Linked DNA regions of Mus musculus: all the other regions are linked to region 1. Evidence: chromatin contacts called from public HiCAR-type and HiChIP or PLAC-seq data. All regions are on one chromosome and are shown on one strand. Each heading gives the region's core, a stretch centred on a gene start, on an enhancer-like site or on the middle of the called end of the contact. The rest is flanking DNA. Distances are from core to core; before and after follow the strand shown. Region 1 holds the start of Znhit3 (zinc finger, HIT type 3). Region 2 overlaps Acaca (acetyl-Coenzyme A carboxylase alpha). Region 3 holds the start of Bcas3os2 (breast carcinoma amplified sequence 3 opposite strand 2).

Evidence for each region. HiCAR-type assays count read pairs that join an accessible place to other places. HiChIP or PLAC-seq counts read pairs in DNA pulled down with a chosen protein or histone mark.
Region 2: a HiCAR-type map of astrocytes shows a contact between it and region 1, with 2.1 times the contacts expected there. The contact joins the enhancer-like site here to the promoter of Znhit3 in region 1. A contact is called at or near these places in 2 of 39 promoter capture datasets (HPC-7-derived erythroid cells and pre-B cells), 1 of 484 Hi-C or Micro-C datasets (short-term hematopoietic stem cells), 2 of 115 datasets of contacts at active chromatin or transcription factors (astrocytes and stem cell-derived neural progenitor cells) and 1 of 9 other capture datasets (macrophages).
Region 3: a contact with region 1 is called in an H3K4me3 HiChIP or PLAC-seq map of bone marrow-derived macrophages, with 7 times the contacts expected there. The contact joins the promoter of Bcas3os2 here to the promoter of Znhit3 in region 1. A contact is called at or near these places in 2 of 39 promoter capture datasets (the C10 cell line and embryonic stem cells) and 1 of 115 datasets of contacts at active chromatin or transcription factors (bone marrow-derived macrophages).

The regions. Positions count from the first base shown.
Region 1 is chr11:84,914,232-84,918,314 of GRCm38.p6, forward strand. It overlaps Znhit3 (zinc finger, HIT type 3), which reads right to left and starts at 2,135. Exons shown (of 5, transcript NM_001005223.3): 1 at 2,025-2,135; 2 at 1,868-1,899; 3 at 1-54. The coding sequence starts at 2,110.
Region 2 is chr11:84,288,478-84,292,613 of GRCm38.p6, forward strand. Acaca (acetyl-Coenzyme A carboxylase alpha) reads left to right here. Exons shown (of 54, transcript NM_133360.2): 28 at 1,811-1,834. Among named protein-coding and RNA genes, the nearest start is that of Acaca, 95 kb to the left of the region's middle. Within about 2 kb of position 2,429, at least 13 of the 459 cell types and tissues checked have an H3K27ac peak or open chromatin away from gene starts, as enhancers often do. A contact at or near this core is called in astrocytes, where this site is marked.
Region 3 is chr11:85,773,015-85,777,578 of GRCm38.p6, forward strand. It overlaps Bcas3os2 (breast carcinoma amplified sequence 3 opposite strand 2), which reads right to left and starts at 2,666. Exons shown (of 3, transcript NR_046194.1): 1 at 2,521-2,666. The region is part of intron 22 of Bcas3 (breast carcinoma amplified sequence 3); the gene reads left to right.

The sequences.
Region 1 (4,083 bases), core at 885-3,384:
CAGGAGGCCCTGCTCTTCTCTTCTCAACAGGTCGGGCTTCAGAGCTGCACTGCTCTGAGAGAGACACAAATTTCAGGCATAGCCAAACACAACCCTCCATGCCAGCCAACGAGGCCGCAAGTCCCCATCACGGCCAGTGTACTGAATGTGTACTGGGTAGAGACACACAGAGGGAGAGACAGGTCAAACCAAGCGATCAGTCAGAGAACCGTGAGTAATTCCGAGTCCAGCAGAAGGGGCGAGGAAGCCGACTGAGCTTGGACCTGGGCAAGGTGGTTGTGTGCCCCACCCTACCTTCACAGGACTTCCCCCAGGATTAATGGCAGTGACTTCTATAAACATAACACAATTCATCAACAGTTACTGTATGTGTGCACCCATGTGCCGCTAGGACATGAAGGTCATAACTCCCAGGTCAGAGGGGTTTAGTAGTCATGGAACACATGGATAAGGTAAGAAAAGTCTGCTCTAAGTCTACCTGAGGAAGCCCAGAGACTTAACGGAGCGAGCTTTCACAAGCAGAAAGCAAGCATTTCGGCAGGGATAGGTCTGAGCCTGGGGTGGGAGAAAACAGCAGAGACAGAGGGAGAATGTGCTACATGTATGCAGTGTTTACAGAGGCCAGAAGAGGGAGTCAGAGCCCCTGAAGGGGAGTCAGAGCCCCTGGGAATGGACCTACAAGTTGCCTATAGTAGGCAGGTGCTGAAAACCAAACTCAGAACCTCTGGGAAAGCAACAAGAAGCTCTTAACAGCCGAGCCATCGCTCCAGCTCCATTCTCAATAGGTCAGGAACTTATTTTAACCAGTTCTGGTGGCTCCTATAATCCTAGCATTTGAGGATGACAAAGCATGATCATGATAGATAGGCCAGCCTGAACTACATAAAAAAAAAAAAAAAAGAGCCAGTCTCAGCTGGGCCGTGGTGGCTTGTGCCTTTAATCCCAGCATTAGGAAACTAAGGCATGGGGATTGTGAGTCTGGGAGGAGTATAGAATATATAGTTCAGCCAGGCGTGGTGGTGTACGCCTTTAATCCCAGCACTCGCGAGGCAGAGGCAGGCAGATCTCTGAGTTCGAGGCCAGCCTGGTCTACAAAGTGAGTTCCAGGACAGCCAGGGCTACACAGAGAAACCCTGTCTCGAAAAACAAACAAAAACAAAAACAAAACAAAAAAAGGAATATATAGTGAATCTGAGATACTCTTTCTCAGCACAAAATAAAACAGCACTTGGGAGGCAAGAGGCAGGCAGATCGCTATGAATTTGAAGCCAGCCCGGTCTACAGAGCGAGTTCGAAGGCAGCCAGAAACCCTTTATTGAAAAGCAAACAAAGAAAGAAGGAAAATGAAAGAAGAAAAAGAACCAGCCGGGCGTGGTGGCTCACGCCTTTAATCCCAGCACTCGGGAGGCAGAGGCAGGCGGATTTCTGAGTTCGAGGCCAGCCTGGTCTACAGAGTGAGTCCCAGGACAGCCAGAGCTACATAGAGAAACCCTGCCTCGGAAAAAAAAAAAAAGAGGAGGAGGAGGAGAACCTGTCTCAAAATACCACACACAGAAAAAGAAAATTTCTCCTATTGTAAATAATAAACAACCATATTTTAAAGACAACCATTGCTGGCTAATTGACCTCAGCCAAGGCAGTTTCTGCGATAGTGAGGGGCTACACTAGAATGTCAAGATGAATAAATAGCTAAGACTTTTCCCAAGAAAGCAGCTGACTTGCTTTGGATTATTTGAGACAGGGTCTCAGTCTGTAGTCAGGCTGGCTTTGAACTGGCGGGAATCCTCCCGCTTCGGGTTCCTGGGGGCATGGGGCCTGTACGGTACAAAGAAGGAGCAAGGGCTGCGACGGTGTCCCGGGGTCTTACCTTTGTGCTTCTGAAAACAGGGGACCGAACAGCTGTAATGAGACAGACAGGCTCAGGTCAGCACGATCAGCACGAGCGGCCGCAGCACGTACCCCTTGCCCGCAGCCGCCGCCCGCAGCCCGGCCTCCCTCCGAACCCACTACCCGCTCTGGCTCACTAGGGCACGCGGCAAGTCGGGCAACGGTATTTCGGCTTCTCCAAACAGACCACACAGACCGCAGTCCTACAATTCAGCGACGCCATGACTTCCCAGAAGACACCCGCGCTCACTCTTTTACCTAAACAAGGGCCAATCACAGCGCTCCGCACTCATTGGCAGTCAGAAGCAATGGATTGATCCTGTTCTCTATTCTAGGCCTCACCTGTAGAGTGTCGATACAGTAGATGTGCATTTAGAGCTGCTGCGTCAAGGATTTTTTTCCTCTGATTAGATCAGGCCACGGAACTCAGGATTTTTCTGCCTCTGCATCCCTGACACTGACATCACAAGTGTGCACCACCATGCCTAATCAAAGACATTAAAAAAAAAAAAAAACTGTATACGTGTGCGCCTGTGCCGGGGTAAATGATGTCCCTGCCCCAAGAGAGACCAGAAAAAGATATCAGATCCAATGGAGCTAGAGATAGGCGGGTTTGAACTTCCTACTGTGAATGTTAAGACTCAAACTCTGTAACAGCATCTAGCGGTCCTTACTGCTAAGCCACTTCTCCCAGCCCAAAAGACATTTGAGGCTGAGCTGCTGACAAATGCTTGTTGAACCCCGACTGTGAGTTCTACAATGTCCAGACACTGGGGATGATTGGAAGACGGTCTCTTCCCTAGGAGCACAAGGCTTGAAGTGAAAACAGAATGGGGAAAGGACTAAGGAAGAGACTGGAATTTTAGTGTCAAGCCGTGCATTTGCACGACTCTGAAAATGAGCCTGTAGGTTTTCTTGTGCTTCATGCCACTACAAGCCATGGTGGAGTTGACTGACTGCAGAGCAGATCAGTGGCTAGGCTAAAGGAATCCAGGCTAATGAGTCAGAATAGATGGGCTATGACTAACCTTGAAGGCTACTATAGACTTTAGTTATAGACAAAATCGTGGAGTCAGTTGTGTTAAGGTCTGAGACCCTGTTGCAGGGTGTGTCACCAGGCCCTACTTGGAATCCTGTTTTCTTTAAGAAACTTGCTCCTCTCTGAAGCTCTGAATTTGGTCTAACCTAAACTCCAGCTTCCAGGACCTTAAATCATGTTCCTCTCCCAAATGCCTCCTCCTCATCTATGTGGCCCATTCAGGCTCTAGGGTCCTTTGTTGATTTGTTTGTTTGTTTTTGTTTTTGTTTTTGTTTTTAAGACAGGGTTTCTTTGTGTAACCCTGGCTGTCCTGGAACTCATGCTGTATACCAGGCTGAGCTTGAACTCACAGAGCCGGCCTGCCTCTGTTTCCACCAGCCCTGCTCTAGGGTCCCTGTTAATAAGTGTGCGCATGAGCATCTGTGCCTGCTGAGATGGAGCTGCTGCAAACTAGGCAGTGCCTGGAGCCCTGACTCCCACTCTTTGAGTGTCTTAGAGGGCTTGGTTGCTACCTGAGCCCTTTTATCAATTAAAGTGGATGTCCAGACCTAAATTCTTGAGCTATTGAAAGACAAATGGAAATCATACATATATATTTTTTAACCTGTAGCTGGCAAAAGGGTTATTTCCATGATACTCGGAAGGAGTCTAATCTCCTGGATCTCTGCTACTGACAATTTGGTCTGACTCGGTAGAAAGGATGGGAAATGAGTAAGAGTCCTTCTTTAGTATCATGGGACCGCTGGAAGGCTCTCCAGGCCCAAAACACTGTCCTTCCGCTAAATCAGAAGGCCCCTTTGGCTCTCTCTTTGCTCCCGTCAGCCCGTCAAGAGCTTGCTTAGAATCCAATACAAATTCACACTGACCCAATAACCCTTTTCGTTCCTAGTCTTCAACAGAGATGTGACCTTTGGTTTCCAGAAGGTCCAAATTAAAATGGGACAACCAGAGAAGGCCAACAACTCATCCATGATCACATTTGAATCTGTGTCCTGTGTGGCAAGGGTATAAACTGTCACAGACCACCCGGATTTGTATTGTGTGTTTGTATGTAATGGCTGAAACCGAGAATCTCTCCTACACACACTTCCTGTGGTGGAGATGCTGCTCCCTCTATTCTGGAGGTCCCTAGCTTCAGGGATCACTGTCAGACTTTC
Region 2 (4,136 bases), core at 1,179-3,678, 630 kb before region 1:
AGTTGGTTAACAGTTGATATTGTGCTGGTTTCTAAACTCTGCAAATCTAGATGAGTGGAGCCAGAGATTGCTTCAGCTGTAGGTTTCCTCTCTGAACTGAGGTTCCTGGTAAGAGACTACAGATTCTTTAGGATCTTTTATATCACAAGTGTAAGGCACTCTGTATTCTTTTAACCATCTTCAGTAAGTTTTCTGTTCCACTAGAGTCATCTCTGCTGTAAATCTGCATATTTTTTATATTCTTGAGTGCCAAAAGCATTATAATTAAGAATTTCTCATGAATAAATCCCATTTTCCTCTACATGAGAGCTCAAGGTATCCAGACAGTAAAGGTTCAGGGTTTGTACTCTAAGTAGCTTTTGTTGTCTTAGGAGTTCACTCTGGAACAGGTTTGATGCAAAGAGCATTGCTGATCACAAATCACATGAGGTATACAGTTTGTGTCCAGTGATATGCCACAACCTTTTATTTATGTGGCCAGTTGAGTCTCTCCTGTTCCTTTCACTGCATCGTTTTCCTTTCCTGATCCTCATTCCCACACATCTTCAGTACCTCCCAGCGTGTCCTGCCCATTAAGTCTTCTGTGTGCCAGAAAACCCTAATAATGATTCAGTGCTGATGAAAGAATGTAAGAAGGTTAAAATACCAACCAATCAACACCCTTATAGTACCCCTAAATTATAGGTGATATTCCTTTGCCATTTTAACATTGAAGTAAGAGTTTTTGTCCGATTCATTTTCTGTTTGGAAATGTCTGACATCAAAATTCTGAGAAATAGTTATAAATACCAAAGAGAATAAAAGAGTCTTGCCTTATTTCCTCTTTGTGTATTTCAATCTATCTTTCTTTATTTTTTGTTTTTCTTTTTCTGTTTTCTTTTTTTCAATGGTTTTTCAAGACAGGATTTCTCTGTGTAGCCTTAGCTGTCTTTGAACTCTGAAGACCAGGCTGGCTTCAAACTCAGAGATGGACCTCCCTTTGCTTCCTGAGTGCATACACCTCCACCACTGGGCTCAATCTTTCTTTCATGAGTTTGACACCTTCTTTATGAGGAAATTCTAAAACTAGTCAAAGTTAGGTACCATTTTATTAGTGAAAGGCCTAGAGTTTTCAAGCTAATAATAATTAAAACATTATCTTACACCATTTAATTAAAGAATATCAACTGTAACAAGGTTATACCAAACTACTAGTATAATGTAGATTCCTTAGGATTTTCAGGGCCCTTAAGCTCTTGTGCCCTAGGATATGTGCTGCCTTTCAGAGAGGAAAAGTGGGGCTAAATTTCAGGGTACCTGTATCACTGGATTCATTTCCTTATTTTTATTACATATTCCAGAAAAACAATAAGGCAGGAGGAGCTATGGAACCAACTTCTGATTTGTAATAGGAGCAAGGAATACTGTAGACATTTTGTGTCAGGGGTCATATTTCATGTTTCAGATTAAAGATAATGTGCCATATACTAAAGCTTGACTTTTTAACCAGTCTGTGTTTTACCCCTACTCCACATTATTATTATTATTATTATTATTATTATTATTATTTTGTAATGAGACTTACGTTTAAAAAATCCCTGGTGATACATCTGGACCCTTTCCTCAACAGCCGCTGTGGTGAGGTAGGTCAGGAAGAAGCCTCTTTGGAGGTACCCTGGGGGTTGAAGGGTAATGAGCACTTAATTATGTCTGCTGGTGCCAGAGCTGCAAAACTGGAGCTCCTGGTGACTGGTCTGTATCTACTCTGACAATTCTTTTATTATGGCTTTCACTAACCTATCAGTAACTAACTGTGGTTGTTTAATTACAGAGGGAACATCCCCACGCTAAACAGGTACCGTATATTTAGTTTCTTTTCCAATTAAAAGCACATCCTCTCCCCTCCCCCCCCAAAAAAAAACAACTTAGCATAGTGAAACATGGAAAAATATCATACTACAGTCAACGAGGAAATCCTCAGCTTCCCCTTGGACATACTGACTTACCCTTTCTGTTCAGAAAACATGTCTTCAGCTGTTCCAAAAGTACGTGAAAAGTGTCAGTATGGCAGAGACCCCATTGAGCTCTGCGTGAGAGGGAGTGTGTTGACAGGCTATGTTCAGCGTTGCTGGCAACATCTTTCCGAGTTCTCATTACATTTGGGGCTTTCAGAGGAGAAACCCTTAAGATTATTCTTAGCCTGGCAAAACATTCACAGTATTAGTTGCTCTAATTTGCTTCTCCTTTTAGAGGAGTAAATTCCAGAAATAGCTGATCTCATGTTTCATCATTTTGTTAACTGTTTTAAATTTAAAAGTGTTAAAGTGTTCCCATGATTTAAAAGTCATTTTATTTTATACCTGTAAGATTAGTGTTGGAAAGGTGTATTAAGTTTTGTTACTTTGAGCTGTGTGAAGAAGTTCCCAAGCCAATACAGTGCGAGGGGCATTTCAGTGTGTGTTTTGCGTTTCTTCTGCTTCCTCAGCCAAGCAAGGTCACATGCAAGTTTGAGAGGACAGCAGTTTTGATTGGACAGAATCCAGAAAGTGTTAGGGCAGTGACAAGTTGGTGGCAAACTCTCTGTAGAAGTGACAATATTTATAGGCTTACATATTTTCTCTCCTTTTAAAATACTAGTAACTAAAACAAATTATAGCCGTATAGCTCTATTAAAATGTGGAGAGAAGGGGGGGAGAGAAAGAAGGAGAGAGAGAGGTGGGGGGAGGGAAGAGGAAGAGGAAGAGGAAGAGGAAAAGTATTTCTGCGCCCGCCTTGGTCTTCCCTCAGAGGGATGCTTGGTTCAGATCTGCCAACCTTAACTGTTCTGGCCCATGAGCATAGAGATAGAGGGGAAACTGAATCTTGTATATATTTCCCATGGGGTTCTGTCAAGTGAAAAATATATTTAACCCCGTGTTTGCCACAATCATATTCTGTTAGCTTATTTAGAAGGAGTTCCTTCAAATATTATCTGGAACCCATTGCCTCTTTCCTGTCTAATAATAGGCAGATGGAAAAGGTGCCTCACAAACTTGCTCATTGCATAAATATACTTGGTGATCCTAGAAGTCAGGATAATAGCATTTCTGAGTTAACACAGCTCAGAATCCCTGTTTCTAGTGAGCACCATGTGTAAGACTTGCTTGAAATGTGCTTCATTTGTTTCATCCATGGTATCAATGGTTTCCTCTCTCATTCTGCCTCCTGTTTTCCAATACTATTAAATGATGAACTTCCTGTCCTATTGTCCTCATTACCAAGAGTAAAACCCTGGAGTGTCAGTCTCTTTAGTCTGTGTGAGCAGTATCCTCACCTTGCAAAGCATCCTTGTATAAACAGGACTTGCAGTGAGCCTCAGATCTCAAGCTCACGTTGCTCTCTTCCTCCTGCAACATTGCAGGTGGTGTTCTTCAGCGAGAGTTTTGAATAGTTTTCCAAAGAGCAGGTCTCATCATCTCACTCTGAATTTGCTTCAGGTCAATATGCCAGTAATGTGTCAGACAAATCCTGGAGGCATCCTTTAGCTTGGTCCTTCCTAGCAGGCTCTCCTGATTGGTCCTTCAGAAATACCTTGTGATATTATTTATGAGTACATTCTGCTGAGATGCATCAAAGAATATTCATATTCATTATGGAGTTAGATTGAACAAATCAATTCAGTTCTCTTGAAGCATCTCCATTTAGCAACTGATTGTCATGCTTACACATACTTTGAGACGAATGCTCTACCTTTATATCTTGCTAGAAGTTAATAAGGCTTTTGGTGGTAGTTCAAATGTGCTTAAGTATAAAAAGGAATTTTTGCAATGTGGATTTAAACTCTTTTAAAAAGGGAGAACTATAATCAATAAATATCTGTCACTCAACCAACCAAAGGAAAAGGTAAATATCTCAATAAAGTTCCTTTTGAGGACTTTTGTTCCATAAATGATAATTTGCTATCATTATTTACTAAACCACTTCATTCTTCTTTATTAGAATTATTCTTTGATATTAATAAAACTGTATCTAGGGATGTTTAATCTATTCCTTCGGGGGGAAAACGTCTTAAATATTAAATAATTGCAACTCACTTGGCTTCCTTACTGTTTTGAAAGGAAGAAAGGAGACGGGGAAGATGCAGGATGGTATTTAACCCCTATGTACTGCTCATCCAT
Region 3 (4,564 bases), core at 1,416-3,915, 860 kb after region 1:
CTTGTTGGCTCAAGGTGCCCACCCTTCCACACCCTCAGCCCCTCACTAGGGCTGACAGAAGCGTTGTCTGCCTATAATTAAGCACATGGGTTTGGGTGGTGTGCTTTTTGGTCTGTTCCAAACCAACCTTTTCCATGTATCATCCTGTGCTTGTCTGCCTGTTTGCATGTTTGGGCTAATCTTTTCCATATGTATGTCTGGCTTGGCATGTGGGTCCTGACCTCCCATGAGCAGGGAGAGGCTGCCTCAGACGAGTGTGGAGTCAGAGTAGCCACCCATCATCCCACTGATGCTTGAGCCAAGCCTCTGGCCACTCTTTGCAGGGGAAATCTGCCCTTACCACCTCTCTTGCCAGAAGCCTCTGCGGGGGAACACCCAGGTGGTCTCTCCTCGAGCCTTTGTGGGTGTGAGAAATCTGTTTGAACAGATCCTGCCTAGGAGCCCACTTCTAGCACAGTGTGGCTAAGGTCTATTCAGCTCTCAAGTAAGGTGACCCTTATACGAGGAAGGAACTTCCTGCTCAAACCACATGTTTCTCCTTCTCCTCCTCCTGGGAATTCCTGCTTGCCATGTTTGTGAGGGACACAGAGGTCATTGGCAGCTTCTGTGGCAACTGAAGGAGTCGGGGCAGAGGCCTTTGTGTTCACGATGGTTTCCACTTGAATTTTTTTCTTTTTCTTTTTTTTTTTTTTTTAGAAAGAGAGATAGAGCCTAACACTATATACCAAGTGCCCTGTAACTCACTGTGTAGTCTAAGTGTGCCTCAAACTATGGCAATCCTCCTGCCTCAGCTTTCTAGCTACTAGGATTAAATCCAACTGTAATCTTAACAGAACTGATACCATCTGTCACTGGAATGAACTGTCCATGACCTCAAGCCAGGCCAAGGACAAAATGGAGACATTTGTAAGGGAGATGGGTCCTGCCCCTCATCACCACCAGACACACCTCCTCTCGCCACCCTCTTTCCCACACCCAGCACTTGCCATCCTGTGGATTTCACACAGTGTTCTCAGCTCTCATTGTCTTTCTGAGCCCAGGAGCCCAGGCTTTGACCACTCTGCTAGCTCTAAAGTTTTAGCATGTTCCTGACCCTTTCAGGTCCTTTATTTTCTGTTGGGGTGATGAGCCTGCATGCATGTGTTCGTCAGATCATCCACTCGTGCACATTTCTTCAGCATACAGTGTATGGAATCCCCAACAGAAGCCTCAGACTCAGGAGGGTAATTAGACATAATCTCCAGATGTCCGAGGTCTAACAGGGAAGACAGATGTGTAAACAGAGGCTCAGGGTACAATAGGGACATCAATAGAGGGCTTCCCTGCACGTGCCAACTGTTTCCTGGGAAAGCCCTTGGTAGAAAGAGGATGTGGGGATCAATATTTTATCCTTTAGACTTCAAAGAAAATCACGTAGGGGATAGTACTGAGCTAGACAGCATGGGTCAAGTTACAGAACTTTTATGAACCCTCAGTTTCTGTACCTGTAAAATGGGATGATATAAGCCTTGAATAGTTAAAATGTAAGGGCAACAACAAATTCAGTCATTAAGCCTTACACATGACAGGGCAAAAGAACCACCAAAAAATACTCTTTTACAGGTATGTATGCTAAAAAAAGTCAACAAATAAATGTGACAGCGACAACTAATTACAACAGCAGTTAGAGTTAATTAGTGCAAGCAGATGTGTGACCCATTCATAGCCTGTGGCTCCCAGGCCCTGAGGCTGGGGCCTTTTCTGCACAGTCTTCCTAAACAGTGTCAGTCTGTAGGCATAGAGAGCCCAGAGGCTCCAGCATCCAGCCCAGAGGCTCAGTCATTACCCTGGGGTACTCAGAACAAGCCAGAGGGTGCCTCTTCCTTCAGCCTTGCATCATTTTCTGATCTTCCCTTTTCTCACCCACGTGACACAGGCAAACTGCCCTTTAGGGAGCCGACTCTGTGGCTATGGTTCCCTTAAAGCCCTGCGGTCTTACGTCTGTGATAGAAAATCAAAGCAAGTGTTTCTTTCCAGGGTATGGCGGGAACGGTCCTCTCTGGCCTAACATGCAGAGTCCTGCTCTTCTAGCTGGCTCACACCTGCCTTTTGCCAGGACACTGATACTCTCAGAGCAAGCCTTCCTCCCTGTATCACCCCCAAAATGCTGGGGATTAACCGAAAGCTTTAGCACTTCAGGTTTTAAGAATCTCACAATGACCCTACAGTAACCGTAACCCTGATTTCTTCTGGAAAGTTCTGGACTCAGAAGCAGCAGTGTTCATCTCCGGGCACTTGGATCTACTGGACAGCAGCTATCCTTCGTCCTGCACCTTCTCCTCTGGACATTGACTGGCTTCTCAGAAAAATATCATTCTGGCCAGGAGCTTTAATTCCCTTTCATGAAGCCTGGCAGCAAGCAGGAAGACTGCAGCTTTGGGTTATACTCTCTTCTCCAAAGTCCATAAACTGCCAAGCCCCGCCCCTACCTCTGGGCTGGATCGAGAGTGGCCACCTCACCTGGCAGCCATGTCTACCTACCTTCTGGGTTGCTAGGTATCCAGACCTATGGCAGCCTCCACCTCAAGAAGCTGGGCTGCCTGGCTTGTTGGCCTTCTTCCATGCCTGGAGCTCCAGGGGCCCTGCCCCAGCGGTGCAGCTGTGGATCAGGGCCCTGCTCAACTCCCAGCTCCCCGGTTTGCAAAGCAAACTTCAGCCTTTTACTATTTACCTTGGCAAGTCCAGGGCCGGATTGATGATCTGTAAAGTGGATTTGTTATTTGGCTGTTTGCTTTGGCAGCTCTTGAAAGCGCTTCACTGATTACAGCCCCAGATGTCATTGCGTACATTACCCTGCTCTATAACGGGCTCTGAACACTTTAATTTAAACTACAAATACTATTAAGCTTTTTGCACCTCTTCTGCCTTTAGTTTCCGTGTGTTAAATATCAGGACAGACAGCCTGCGTGCTCTCAAGCTTCCTCCTCATTGGGCTTGTCAGCCTTCTCCCTCCGAGCACTTCAGGTTCTCCTAATTTCCATGCTCTTCCCAGAAGTTTTCCCCCTATCTCCATCCCCAGCCCAGCCATCCTGGTATCAGCCATGGTAATTTTTACCTAACAGGCAGTCTTAGTCTAATGAGGAAAATACACATCACCCTACCCTATGCACTTAGTATTTTGTGCTGTCAGGTCCATTTGCAAGGGTCTTCTGCACCCGCTGTTTAGTTTAGCATCCCTGACCGTTCTTTGCAAGCAGGAATACACCACATCATGTTGCCCAACAAAAAAAGGCCTCAGCAGATGGAAGACAGCCACACTCAAAGCTGGCTCTGTTGCCCTTCTTATGCTTTATTTAAACCCCTCACCTGAGTGGGAGGAGGAGGAGGGAGCCGTGGTCAGGTCTTTAAGTGAGGCCATTACTGGTTCATATATCTTGGGGGTTATTGGTAAAGAGTGTCGATGTCCTGGCTGATGGTGGGACAGATGACTCAGTGTTCCCCAAGGTAATTGCCTCTTCCTGTTGTAAATAAACCATTAGCCAGGGTCCTCACCTCAGGAAGCAATTTAAGGCCCAAGGGAGGTGGCCAGAGAAGTCAGCTTTCAGCCTCCAGGATGGGAGGCTCACCTCTGCCCATGGAATGCCACTGCCCCAGGACTTCCCCCTAGCCATCTCTCTGCCAATTCTTGACAGACTCCCCACTGGCCTTTGATTCCACAGGCTCTGTGTGAACTGCTTCCTCTCTGAAGAAGACTACCATTACTTCTAGGGTGAAGACAGCTGAGATCTGGGGGGAGGTGCCGTCTTTCTTTTCGTTTTCTTCTTTTTTGCTCGTTCCTTAAAAGTTCTTGATGATCCAATCTCTCCCTGCCCCCTTTGGTTTTAAAATGTCCACAGTGTTTATGATAAGCGTGTTACATATGCCACACATTTCTAAAGACAGAGAGAGAGAGAGAGAGAGAGAGAGAGAGAGAGAGAGAGAGAGAGAGAGAGAGAGAGAGAGATTGGGATTAAAGTTCACAGCTGTCAGAATGCCCATGGGGAACTGGAGATGATGTAATGTACCGGCTTCAGTCCTTAGCTGGTTCAGAACTAAGACTGAGTCAGCCAGGTCTGGCTCCGGGCGGCCTCTCCCCTCCTGCACTCAAACTCTGCTTATATGTTTGGTCTGAGTTTTTGACCTGGGAACCACAGTGTCTTCCCCATGTCTTAGCCCCTCAAAGCTAGGCCGAGAGTCACCCTTGATGTGGTACCACAACGACCAGCCCTGGATCCCGCTTATTACAGGGGCCTCCAGTAAGTGGATGTTGGATGAATACCCATCAATCCACTTGAGTGGTTCTGATGTTAAAAGGACTCTGTGTTTCCTAGGACAGTCTCTGTCAGGGGCATGCTGGGGAGGGGACATGAGCACTTTCAACTTTGAAGTATTTCAGATGAGCAAGTTAATTCACTTTGTGAGTTTACTTTAGGAATAAAAGTTAGTGCAGCATTTTTGGCCAAGGCTCTCGTTCCTTTAAACCTTGACTGTAATAAGCAAATTGGGCAGATTAAGGACATACTTAACTGCCAAATGGTGTTCTGAA